Regions from separate parts of the Mus musculus genome. Here regions 1 and 2 are each linked to region 3. The links are chromatin contacts, called in public promoter capture Hi-C maps. All regions are on one chromosome and are shown on one strand. The core of a region is the stretch at or near the end of the contact, and the rest is flanking DNA. Distances in the headings are between cores, read along the strand shown. Region 1 holds the start of Cdkal1 (CDK5 regulatory subunit associated protein 1-like 1). Region 2 holds the start of E2f3 (E2F transcription factor 3). Region 3 holds the start of Mrs2 (MRS2 magnesium transporter).

Region 1 (3,878 bases), core at 847-3,346, 4.8 Mb after region 3:
GTCTTACAGCTATCACAAGTATCAAGTTTCCCAATTAGACACTGGCTTCTTAGTTAAGGACAACAAGAGCACAAAAGGAAAAACAGGTTAGACTTCATCAAAATTAGTGTTTCAGCCAGATGCAGTGGCTTGTGCTTGCAATGCCAGCACGTGGGAATTTAAGGCAGGAGGACCAGGACTCAAAGGCTGGTCTCAGATACAAATCAAATTTGAAGCTAACCTGGGCTATGTGAAAACTGTTCTCAAAAAAGAGAAAAAAACAAAACAAAACAATTCTCATGCTTCAAAGACAATATGAAGACCATGAGAGAGCATGCAGTGGGAGGAAACAGTAGTAACTCATAGAATACAATAAGGGCCTCTCATCAGAGTAAATAAAGAACCCAAAAATACAAACAACCCCAAATTAAAATACGGGAAAGGGATCCCAACAGACATACTTCCAAACAAGATATATAAGTATCTGATAAGCACAGAGAGCTGTCAGTAAAGTCAGCCATGAGGGAAAGGCCATTCAAACCCACAAAGATATACCGTTTCACACTCCCGAAGACAATGAGAATTACAAAGACAAGTAGCCATGTTTAACAGCAGTGAATCACATCGCACAGAAAGGAAACAAGAATCTGGCCTGGCATGGTGGTGCACACACTCAATCCCAGCACTTGCAAGTTTGGTCTATATAGTGAGTTCCAGGCTAACAAGGGATAAACATTAAGACAACATCTCAACAAATTTAAAAAATAAAAATAAATTTTAAAAAAAAGAGAGAGAGAGAGGGAGAGAGAAACAAGACAACCCAGCTAGAAGAGGTACAGAAACAAGCCTTCAGGAATGCCATATTTGGGCTGCAGAAATGGCTCAGAGTTAAGAGCACTGATTGCTCTTCCAGAGGACCAGGGTTCAATTCCCAGCAACCACATGGCAGCTCTTACCTGTCTGTAATTCCAGGATCTGATAACCTCACAAAGACATACATGCAGGCAAAATCCCAGTGCACATAAAATTATAAATACATATTTTAAAAAAAGAAAGAAAGTCATATTTAACAGCCAGGTAGAGAAGTAGGATATAACAGGGACTAAGCAACAGCCAAACAAGAAAACAGATGTGCCACAAATGGGAAAGAGAGCATGTCTCGCTTCTTAATGAAAATGAAAAACTAAGGAAGAGATACAAAAATGTCTCTCCGATGAAGTTATAGGGAAATCTAGTTTTCACAAAATGATACTGGCTAATTACTAAAAACTTAAGACATCTTTCTTCATATTCTAATGCAGAACTAATTACTCAAATATTAGAAACTAAAATAAACCAATACCTTGATTTTCTGAAATTGGTCTCAAGTCCTCTTGAAAGATGAATCTGAAAAATTAAAATTAATTAGAAAATGCGAGTACCCTATAAGTTCATAAAACCAGTGTATGACCTCTTTACAACTTCCTTAAAAAAAAAAAAAAAAAAAAAAAAAGGATGCATCTAGCCACTTTTTAAACTGCTACCCTGCACTGTAACACCTGAGCACAATGAAAATCACCAAGTAAGAAACAAGTGATCCCTTATGACACAGGAAAGTTTTCTAAGCAAGGGAGCAAAGAAAAGAGGGGAAGGGGGCGCAAAAACACAAGCGACCTCTGCCCCTATGCCCAACTTCAGTGCAAAACACTCATCTCCTGAAGCCCTGATCGCGTAGCACAAGTACATTCACGGGTAAAGCGAGAGGGGAAATGAGGCTAGAGCAGAATGGAAGTCCCTGACGTCGCCAGCCAGCAGTGTCTGCCGCCACGCCGGCCTCTCTCCAGGCAGCGCTCCAGAGTCCGACTCTCCACGCCAGCCGCCAAGTCTTTTCCAAACTGCGAGAACAAGCGGGCGATCGGCCCAAAGGAGAAAACCTGCGGAAACGAAGCTCCGCCCAAAATGCAGCTCGGCCCACGGTCGCTGAGCACTGATCCATTTGCCCCAGTATACACAGATCCAGAACTTCACCTGTCCGAACTGAGAGGAAAAAAACCACAAGCCCCTGCCAGGAAACTGCACAGACTTCAGATGGAGAGCGCCATGACACTTGTGTCCCGCCGGGCTGATTTGCGCATGCTCCGCGACGGTAGACCGGAGAGGTCAAAACAGATCGTTGTTTCAAGTTTGCGTTTGTTTTTATCTATAATTATTACCACATTCTTCTACAAACAAAGGTGAAAATACACTCCTACCTCATTATGTTAGCTTATCAACTAACTTCTGCTAAGTTATAACCTTATAACTTGTCCTGCACAGTTAAGAGATTAACATAAACATCTTGCCATTTATTATTACTACTCATTATTCACAAAAAGGGACTGGAGACTTTAAATACTTACCAGAATAATTACCTCCGGAGTAAATCATTTTCATTACATTCATTACATTTTATCAGTTCCCTCCTCTATCTATCTATCTATCTATCTATCTATCTATCTATCATCTCTATCTCTTTTGAGACAGCATCTCTCTATAAAACCTTAATTGCACAGTCACTCATTATATGGAATGAACTGGCCTCGAACTCACAGATCGACCTGCCTTTACCTCCAGATCTCTAGGATTAAAAGCATGCTCCACCATGCCCAACTAATTTCCTTCTCTTCTATAGAGAAGAATAACTAAAATAATAGTTGTTCTATCGAATAACAGAAGTCAATTAACACCAAACTCGTGCCCACATCTACCTCCTACTGCTGGGATTACGGTTGTGGCCCACTGCAGTAGGCTTATATTTCTGCTTCTGCAGAGACAATTCAGCCGAGGTAGTCAGGTTTCATTTAATAATTCCATAAGAATACATAAGAAGAAACCTTTATACTTTCTTTGTCAGTAATGCATAACTTTATATTTAAAAAGCAAAAAGAAAGGAATGATGTGAAAAATATGGAACAAAATCTTTATGTTTTCAAAGGGATGAAGATTTTTGTTGAAGGATGAGTGGTTTAGCAGTCTGTGTATTGGGACCCAGGGACTTCTGCATGCTAAGCAAGCACTGTACCACTAAGCTGCATCTCCTGACCCTAGGTTTGTTGTTGTTGTTTGTTTTCTTGCTTTTGTCTCCATAGTGAAAACTGAATGGGAAAATGTTAGCAATAATAAAACCAATGGACAAAGGAATAATAAATCCAGAAATTACAAAAAATTAAAAACAGATTTAGTTTATAACTTTAGCAATTATCGGTTGTACTATTGAATTTAAACCAATCAATAACTTTTCATGAGACACAATGTGTGTGAGTTTAATTCGCTCTTTAAAAAGTGCATATGAATTGTTTGTGCAGAGATTGCATGGACATAATAGCGACAGTCTTAAGACAGATAAGTCTATTTCTTAGGCGAATGGGACAAACGTAGATGTGAACTGTAGGGATTGGGCATTAAATGTGCTGTGATTTACATTGACTTTCCACAGCCTGTGACCAAAACCCAGCTCTAATTTCAAAACAAGGGGTGCACATAAGAATCGATGTTGGATACAGGGACTGTGAAGATTGATCCTGTATAAGAAATTACTTGACAGAATAAGGCTCCCCTGGCTGAAAACTATATGACAGTAATTTTTTGTTGTTGCTGTTGTTGTTGTTTGGTTTTTTGGTTTTTTTCAAGACAGGGTTTCTCTGTATAGCCCTGACTGTCCTGGAACTCACTTTGTAGACCAGGCTGGCCTCGAACTCAGAAATCCACCTGCCTCTTCCTCCCAAGTGCTGGGATTAAAGGTGTGTACCACCACCGCCCAGCACAACAGTAATTTTTAAGGAAGATTTTTTCCCCCCAAGAGTGGATGAACCCAACAAGAAAGAGTGATAGTGTGAACAAAGAGAAAACAGGAGGAATGCTGTAGCAACATCAAAAGAAAG
Region 2 (4,036 bases), core at 871-3,370, 5.0 Mb after region 3:
CTAGAAGCGGAGGCCGGGGATTTACTTAGTTAGATTTTTCTTGCTTACTCATTTCCCTCAAGCACCCAACCCCCCGTTCCCACTCCAAAACCCCGCTCCGTCGCCTACCCTCCGGCTCGGGCCCCCCGGGGATCCCGGGTCCCCGCGGCGGTGGCTCGGGCCCCCGCGCGGTCCAGGTCACTAACCTGCTGCTGTAAGGGCATTTCCGAAAGCAGCCTGGCTCCGGGGGAGGTGGGGGGCCGGCTGGAGAGGGGGCCCGAGGCCGAGTGGAGCGGCGGCGCCGGGCGAGGGCGGGCGCCGTGGGGGGGTGGGGACGGGAGAGGGAGGGTGGCGGTGCCGGGTGCGAGGGCGCCGGGACCGTCCCAGGCCTGGGAGCCGGCGAGCAGGAGGAAGTGGGTGCCCCCTCTCCCCCTCCAGCGCCCCCTCCCGCCGCCGCCTCCTCCCCAGTCACAGGCGCGTCCTCCGCGCACGTGTGCGAAACGTCACCGGCGGGTCCCGGAGAGAAGGGACAGATCCTGGCGGCGGGACGGGAACCCGGCTGCCCCCGCCCTCCGTCGCCGGGGGGGCGGGGAGGGGGACAGGGCGGGGAAGGAAGGGGCAAGGGGAGAGGCGGGTCAAGGGCAGGCCCGGGGCCCGGAGAGCAAGGCCCCAGCGCTCCGGCCACGCGGGCGCCGCCGCTGCCACCGCGGAGATGCGCCCAGGCCGGAGCACCCGCCCGCCGGCCCCTTGTCGCAGACAGCGCGAGCCCTGGCCCACCGGGGCTCTCAGCTCCACCTCCCCCACCGCGATACCCGTCCACCTCCCAGATCCCCTTTGTTGCCTGGAGCTAGGTCCCCAAAGGTGCCAGGCACTGGCGCCCCTGCGCTCGGAGCACGCCTGCGGGACCCCCAGTCGCCCAGGGGCAGCAGAGACAGGAGAGGAGGCTTGCACGCCTCGGGTCCCCCAGTTTACATCCTCTGGGGTCCCCCACTCTCCAGTGCACTACTCCCTCCCCCACCCCCTTCTCCATCCGGGGCGTGACCCCTTCCTACGCCCGAGAAAGAGGAAGCTTCGAGTTGCAAGGGAGGGGAGAGTGGGGGTAGGGAAAAGTGCAGGAAAAGAAGTGGAGGGGGGGGGGGCGCGAAAAGTTTTGGAGTGTTGGATGTGGTTCTCAAAGAGGGACTCCCCACTGCCCCGCGTGCCTGCCCAGGCCCCCACGTCCTCCCAACGTCCGCAGGAAAGCACCCCGAGTCTAACAATAAGCACACGCTGGAAGGGACAGCAACGAGGCCCACGATGCTCAGCCTCGCGCTCCCGCCGCCACCGCTCCCGGGAGCCCGCCTCCCACCTGGGCTAGGGACGCTGAGGAGGGTATTACCGGTGGGCCACCGCCGCCGCCGCGTCCTGGTGCTGGTGGCTGCTGCAGCAGCCCGACTCTGCTGGAGGGTCCTTGTGGCGTGGTGTAGAGGCTGCTGGCGGCCGGCTCCGTGCCGGGGACACTGGGGAGAAGGGGGCCGGCGGTCAGGGCGCCACTTTGGAGGGAGGTGGCACAGGACGTGGTGGAAGGGTTCGTAGTGAGGATCTGGATGTACGTGCCCGGGGCGGCGGCGGCGGCGAAGCCGGGGCTGGCTAGCAGTGCCCTTTTGTCCATGGAGGCTGCAGCGGCGGCGGCGACGACAGCCGCCCCCTCCCCACCCCCGGCGGTCACCAGGTACTGCTCCAGGGCGGGCTGGATCCCCTTTCTCATCTCTCGCTCCTGCTCTTTTTTAGTGTTACGATATATTAACGTATTGCTTTCAATTTCTTTTATTATTTGCAGCCGGAGTTTCCAAGTCTCTCCTTCTCGCCTCCCCTCCCGGCGCTTCCGAACCCTCTCTCTCTCTTTTCTTTTTATTTTTCCGCACCGCACAGGCCCCGGGGGCCAAAAATAATCGGGGGTCTGGAGAGAGGAGGGTCCCGGCCGCACGGATATCAGGCCCCGAGGAGGGATGGAGGCGTCGGGGGCAGCCGATGCAACGGATTGCGAGGCGGTGGCGGCAGCCCGGGTGCTGCGGCCGGCAGCTGAAAAATGGCTCCAGGAAGCTGCTGCTGACAATGAATGAAGGGATACGGTTTACGCGCCAAGGTCCTCCCGCGAAACTCAGATTTCCCGCCGGCTTTTCAAACCATATTTGCATATCTCCGCCCCTCAACCCGCCGAGGACTGTTCCCACAGTCCATTGGATCCCTGTCGCCTTACTTCGGTACCAATCCTGGAGCGAGGTCGCCACTGGCTGTTTTCCATTGGCTGCCATACACCATGGTTACCGGGGTGACCCGGGCTCTATTTGCATAGAGCAACCTGACTGGCTGGAAGCAGAGCAGGCTTCTTAGGAGGTGGGGCAAAGTCCTACTCTCCCACGGAAAGCCACGCCCATTCCAGGCCCCTCCCTCGCTCCTACCCGCGGGGCTGGCTCTGATGACCTGGGCAGGGACTCTGCCTCGCAGACTCAGTGTGGATCTAGTCTTGAGCGCAAGTTTCGGTTTTGGAAATTGTCAAGGTGACACCCTCAGGGACTTTGTTTCCTGTAACCAAGCAGTGTAGTAAATGAAGAACTGGTAGAAATTCCCCTAAATATGTGTCAAAGGCAAGTTGGACCCGGCCTGGCAGGTGGAAAACTGAGCCCTTTAAATCCTGGGTTTCTTCCTTCCTGAAATCCAACCAATGACGTGAGAGCGGATCCGGAGGCCAAGGCTGATAGACAGAAGCATGTGGGCAGACAGAACCGTGGGGGTAGAAGGTTCAGCTGACGCGACTGCAGGCACACTTTAGTTCATATTCCAGATCATTCCTGGCAGCTTCATGATTAGCCCGATTTCGATTTAAGTAAAAATTAACTCTTTGTTCAGTGAACTCTGACTACAAGTATAGGTTTGAGTCTAACAAGCACCCTCTCTGGCCCAGAAACACCCAGGGGAGTTAATCAGGGCTAACCTAGAACTGATCCGCGGGTTTTTAATCCGCCATGCAGTAATCCAAAGTAGTACAGGCTTTTATGGTGACGTGGGACTTCCAGTGAAAGCTGCCTGCACTCAGCTCTTTACAGCCTCATACGCCAGGAAATTCTTAAGCAAACAGCAAACACTACAACGCAAACCTAACCCGATATGTTTTAAAAGAGGAGAAAAATGTATGCATATATATGTATATATGGAAATCAGAAAATGTCAAGGAAAATGAAATCGTCGAACTGGTTTCTATATTAAAGTAAATACTCACGGATCTTTAAAATGAGCATTGTGGGGCTGGAGAAATGGATCAGTTACTTACATAAGTGAGGGGACCTATATTTGATCCCCAATACTCACATTTAAAAAGCTAGGCATGACCGCGTGTATCACTAATCCCAGAACTGGGAGAATGAGACCTGAAAACTCATTGGGGCTTGATGGTCAGCCAGTGAAGCCAGTTGGGAAATTCGAGACTCACTGAGCTATCCTATTCTGAAAACTCAGGTAGAGAGCTACTGAGGGAGACATCTGAGGTTGACCTCTCTGGCCTCCACAGGCACGTGCATATGCACAAGCGTGTGCACTCTCACGTACACACACACTTGTATACGCACAATGAGAAGTATTTACGACTGAGGAGGAAGGTGAGGGAAGATGTAGATGTCGAGACCAGATTTTCATTGAGTAGCTGAGAACTGTGGAAAACAGCTGTTGGGATACATCCTTCTCTACCTCAGGCACATTATAATTTTTTAAATGTAGAGTATTTGGTAGGGTGCTCAGTGGATGACAAGGCTTGCATTACACCTAGTCCTTTCACCTAGGTATTGCTTGCTATTGTTATTATTATTATTATTATTATTATTATTATTATTAATTATTTTACCCAAGCTCACATTCAAACCCTATAGGAAGCCTAACAATTTGGGGTCAGTTCATCTTAGGACCATCTAATATTGCATTTCAGCCTTATTACCTTCTCTGGAATTAAAAGTACTGCTAAGCTTTATACCAGGCTTGGAAATATTTTGGTTTTGCATTCAAGCCTGTTGAAGAGCCATAGAAT
Region 3 (3,784 bases), core at 1,166-3,665:
ATGCACACCTCTTCCAGGGGATTCTAAACAGACTCAGATAAAATATGAAGTGTTCACTAAGGAGGCTTTGGGGCTGTGGCTCAGTTGGCAGAGTGCTTGTCTGGCACACAAAAGGCCCCAGGATCAATAACCAGGCTGCATAAAGTAGGTGTGGTGGCGCATTAAATCATGGGATAGTGGCACACACCTGCTACACTACAACTTGAGAGGGCAGAGCCAGGCGGACAAGTTCAAGATCACCCTAGACCACATAGCAAGTCTGAAGTGAGCTAAGTTACATTAGACTTGTTCTCCCTCCAACCCCTTCTCCCCAGCCTCCAACCCCTTCTCCCCAGCCCCCTGAAAAAAAAGAAAAGAAAAGAAACATGCTTCTGGTGGAAGCCTTTAACACGTACTACAAAAACACCTTAATTTTATCGACAAGGGGAAAACGTCTGAGCTGTCATTGGAAGAGCCTGTTCCGTATAGCCAGAACCCCAGTCATCAGCAAAGCTTCAAGACTTCCTCTAGACCAATCTCTCAGGAGCTTGGGTCACTGGCCAAACACAGCACAGAGGCAAATACCTCCTCTGACTCCAACCCTGTGAACTGGCAAGTGATTGGACGCTGCGTACTCACCACAGCAAACACCTGGGCCACGCTGGCTAAAGTGGCTTGAGAGGCATCCGAGGTTCTAAACCGGAGCACATCACCTGAGAACAAAGGAGAGAATGAATGGCCCGTGCTAACCCATTTTCTTGGAGGGGAAACTGTAGCTCTAATAGTCCATGGAGCCTTAAGAAGACACTTGTTTGGTTAGGCTTCCAGCTAATCATTCTATCCATCTTCTTACCCACCACTTCCATGTACTAAACTCATACAACTTGTTAACTGAGGTCTGTCTGTCCTTGCTCTGTGATTAGAAAGGTCAGTTGGGGCTGGGGCAACCAGTGCCTGTCTAAAATGCACAAGGCCCTGGGCTTTGTCCAAAGCACTGTACAAAAGTAATAAAATAACACTTACATTTGTTTATTGGGTGTGTTTGAGTACTGTGGAAGTCAGAAGTCTATTCTCTCCTTCTACCATGTAAGCTCTAGGGACAAGAGTCACAAGTTAAGTTCCTGGGTCTTACAGACCACTTGGTTCCCAAGTATTATCAAGGGAGGAAAAAAGCTTGTGGCAAAAGACCTGGGTGTGGGGAAGGGGGTGTTGACTGACAGCAGCTCATTATGGGAAAAATTTAAGTACAATTCAAAAAAGAGTAGTAGCCCAAACCACTCTTGTCAGGACTGTTTCTGTGCAGTCACATTTGTGGAAAACGCTGTCCTCAGGTTTCACCAAAGCATCAGCAAAGAAAGACTCCTCTGTCTTCCCCCAGCGTTTTTTGCTCCCTTGGCTGGCTACTTGCAGAGTAGACTTCGCCAAGGGTTAATTAATGCTCATCACTGGCTTCACATTCAAACTCAGTTCTAGGAATTCCCTACTTTATTCCAAGGCAACTATGTAACTGTATCAATGTGCCCAGAAGAAAGTAACATAATAAACAGAATTAATAACACCCCAACCTTGCTAATTGTAGCTTCCTGCTGCCCAACATCGACTTTGGTCTGGGCTCCACAGCAGAGTTTCAAGCCAGCTTGGATTACTGTGAGACCACGACTCGAAACAAACAAAACTCCCACCTAACAGAATTCTGGGACACGAAAATAGAAGGGAGCATAAGGAAGTAAAAGGGCCAGTAGGATGAGGGGGTTTCAGGAAAAAGTATGTATAAAAGTGCTGTCATAAACCCTTTACTTTGGGCTGAGCAGATGGCCAGCAAAATGCATGCCGCCAAGCCCTGCGTTAAGACAACTGATTCGAGCAAGCTGTCATCTGACCTCCACATACAAACTCAGAGAAGGCCGTTTAAATGCTAATTTTAAAACAATAACAAAACAAACGAAAGTAGCCAATGAGGCGGTTAACGCTTCTAACGGCTTCATTCAGAAGGATGAGACCGGACTGCTGTCAATTGGCGGCCAGCCTGGGCAACACAAGGAGACCCTGTCCCAATAAGCAAGAAACCGCAATCAAGTCCTCGCAGTGCTGGCCGGAGCACTGAGGGCCGGGTGAGCCCGGCAAGGCCGAGCGGCGGTGAGGATGGCGGGGCCAAGGGCAGGCGGGACAGAGGCCGCCGGGGCCCCGCGGGACGCGCGTACCTGCAGCGCGGGCTGTGCTCGACGCTTTCGGGCTCCGGGAGCGCAAAGGGGTCGCGCGGCCGCCGCAGGCAGCGAGGCTCAGGCGCGCGACCGCCGTCCACAGGGCCCTCCGGGGCTGCGCGGCGCGGGGCAGCAGCCCGGGCAGGCAGCGCAGGCATTCCATGGCGCGCGGGCAACCGGGAAGCCGCCCCAGGACGCCGGTCCGACATGCCGGAACTCGGGTCAACCGGCTCACCGCGACAACCGCGCACCGCGCCTGCGCGAGCCGTCCCGCGCCTGCGCGCTGCCGTCCACGCATGCTCCGGCGTGGTGTCTGGTGACTGCCGACCCGGTCTGCGTCCGTAACAGAGCCAGGACGTGCAAGTGTGAAGGTAGACTGACCAAAGCAGCTCAGCTCCGAAAGTGTCCATTGTTTCGAGGAGCTGCGGATTGATTCTACTTTCTGGAAAGGTCCCCTATGTATCTATGTATGCACAAATATACAGTTGGGAGATGAGGAAGTTACCACTATTAGTAAATCAAATAAGTTTTATTTAAGGCTACTGTGTTTAAAACTCACTTTGAAGGGACAGTGCGTTAAGCTTTTGCTGTAGAACAAGGAAAAGCCCAAGCGAGCAGTGTGCTGGCGCATAGCTGCAATCCCTCCAGAGTTCAAGGTCATTCTTAACTAGAGTGTAAGGCCAGTCTGCACTACTTGATATCAGTCTAGTTAATCACACCCCTCAGCCCGCCCCCAGAGAAAATAAATATTTGTCAATAGACTTGTTGTTTACATCACAATACTAAAGACAGACTTGAGTTTCAGAACTTTCTTCACTGATATATGAACATGGAGCTATGGGGATGTTGGACTATTTATCTTGCCGGGCACTAAGGATTGAGTAGAACAGTGGGAAGCTGTGGACAAAAGGAAAGTTCCAGAAGAGACCATGGATGTTTGGCTTGGACACCGAGAGCTAGAAGTACTTTAAGCATTGCTAGTAGGACGAGCCTTGAATGTACAGAAAGGACATGATAGAGGTTTCACTTCATTAGAACTTTGATGTGCTAAATCTTTGAAAAACATGTGCCAGGAAATAGTCATTCAAGAAAAATAATTATTTAAAAAACACTTCATTGCCGCCGCCCCCTACCCCGCACCATGACATGACCTTTGAAAAACATTGGGCAAGTGCTGGCAGCTGTTCAGACACATGGTCTTGTTAATAGTCCAATTTATGTTTATTGGTTTTTTGTTTTATTTTGTTTTGTTTTTCGAGACACGGTTTCTCTGTGTAGCCCTGGCTGTCCTGGAACTCACTCTGTAGACCAGGCTGGCCTTGAACTCAGAAATCCGCCTGCCCCTGCCTCTCGAGTGCTGGGATTAAAGGCGTGCGCCAACCATGCCCGGCTTTATTTAGGTTTTTAAAAGCAGGGTTAGGACATTGAACAGAACACCTTGGACATGTCAGGCCAATGTGGCACGTTGTTACTCAGGACTCAAAACTGTCTGAGCAGTAAAGCACATATTAGGTCATTGTATCCAGCCCTAGAATTAGCACCAAATCTAGGACTTTTCTCCACCATGAAGTTGTTAAAAGAAAAGGTAAAGCCACTGCAAATTA

The links. Promoter capture Hi-C pulls out the DNA fragments that hold promoters and counts their contacts.
Region 1: a promoter capture Hi-C map of pre-B cells shows a contact between it and region 3, with 2.8 times the contacts expected there. The contact joins the promoter of Cdkal1 here to the promoter of Mrs2 in region 3. A contact is called at or near these places in 2 of 39 promoter capture datasets (cranial neural crest and pre-B cells), 2 of 484 Hi-C or Micro-C datasets (cerebellum and uterus) and 1 of 115 datasets of contacts at active chromatin or transcription factors (astrocytes).
Region 2: a contact with region 3 is called in a promoter capture Hi-C map of pre-B cells. The contact joins the promoter of E2f3 here to the promoter of Mrs2 in region 3. A contact is called at or near these places in 1 of 39 promoter capture datasets (pre-B cells) and 1 of 115 datasets of contacts at active chromatin or transcription factors (astrocytes).

The regions. Positions count from the first base shown.
Region 1 is chr13:29,853,577-29,857,454 of GRCm38.p6, forward strand. Cdkal1 (CDK5 regulatory subunit associated protein 1-like 1) reads right to left here and starts at 2,097. Exons shown (of 16, transcript NM_144536.3): 1 at 1,987-2,097; 2 at 1,322-1,365.
Region 2 is chr13:29,983,943-29,987,978 of GRCm38.p6, forward strand. It overlaps E2f3 (E2F transcription factor 3), which reads right to left and starts at 2,121. Exons shown (of 7, transcript NM_010093.3): 1 at 1,358-2,121. The coding sequence starts at 1,726.
Region 3 is chr13:25,017,902-25,021,685 of GRCm38.p6, forward strand. It overlaps Mrs2 (MRS2 magnesium transporter), which reads right to left and starts at 2,416. Exons shown (of 11, transcript NM_001013389.2): 1 at 2,181-2,416; 2 at 619-692. The coding sequence starts at 2,343.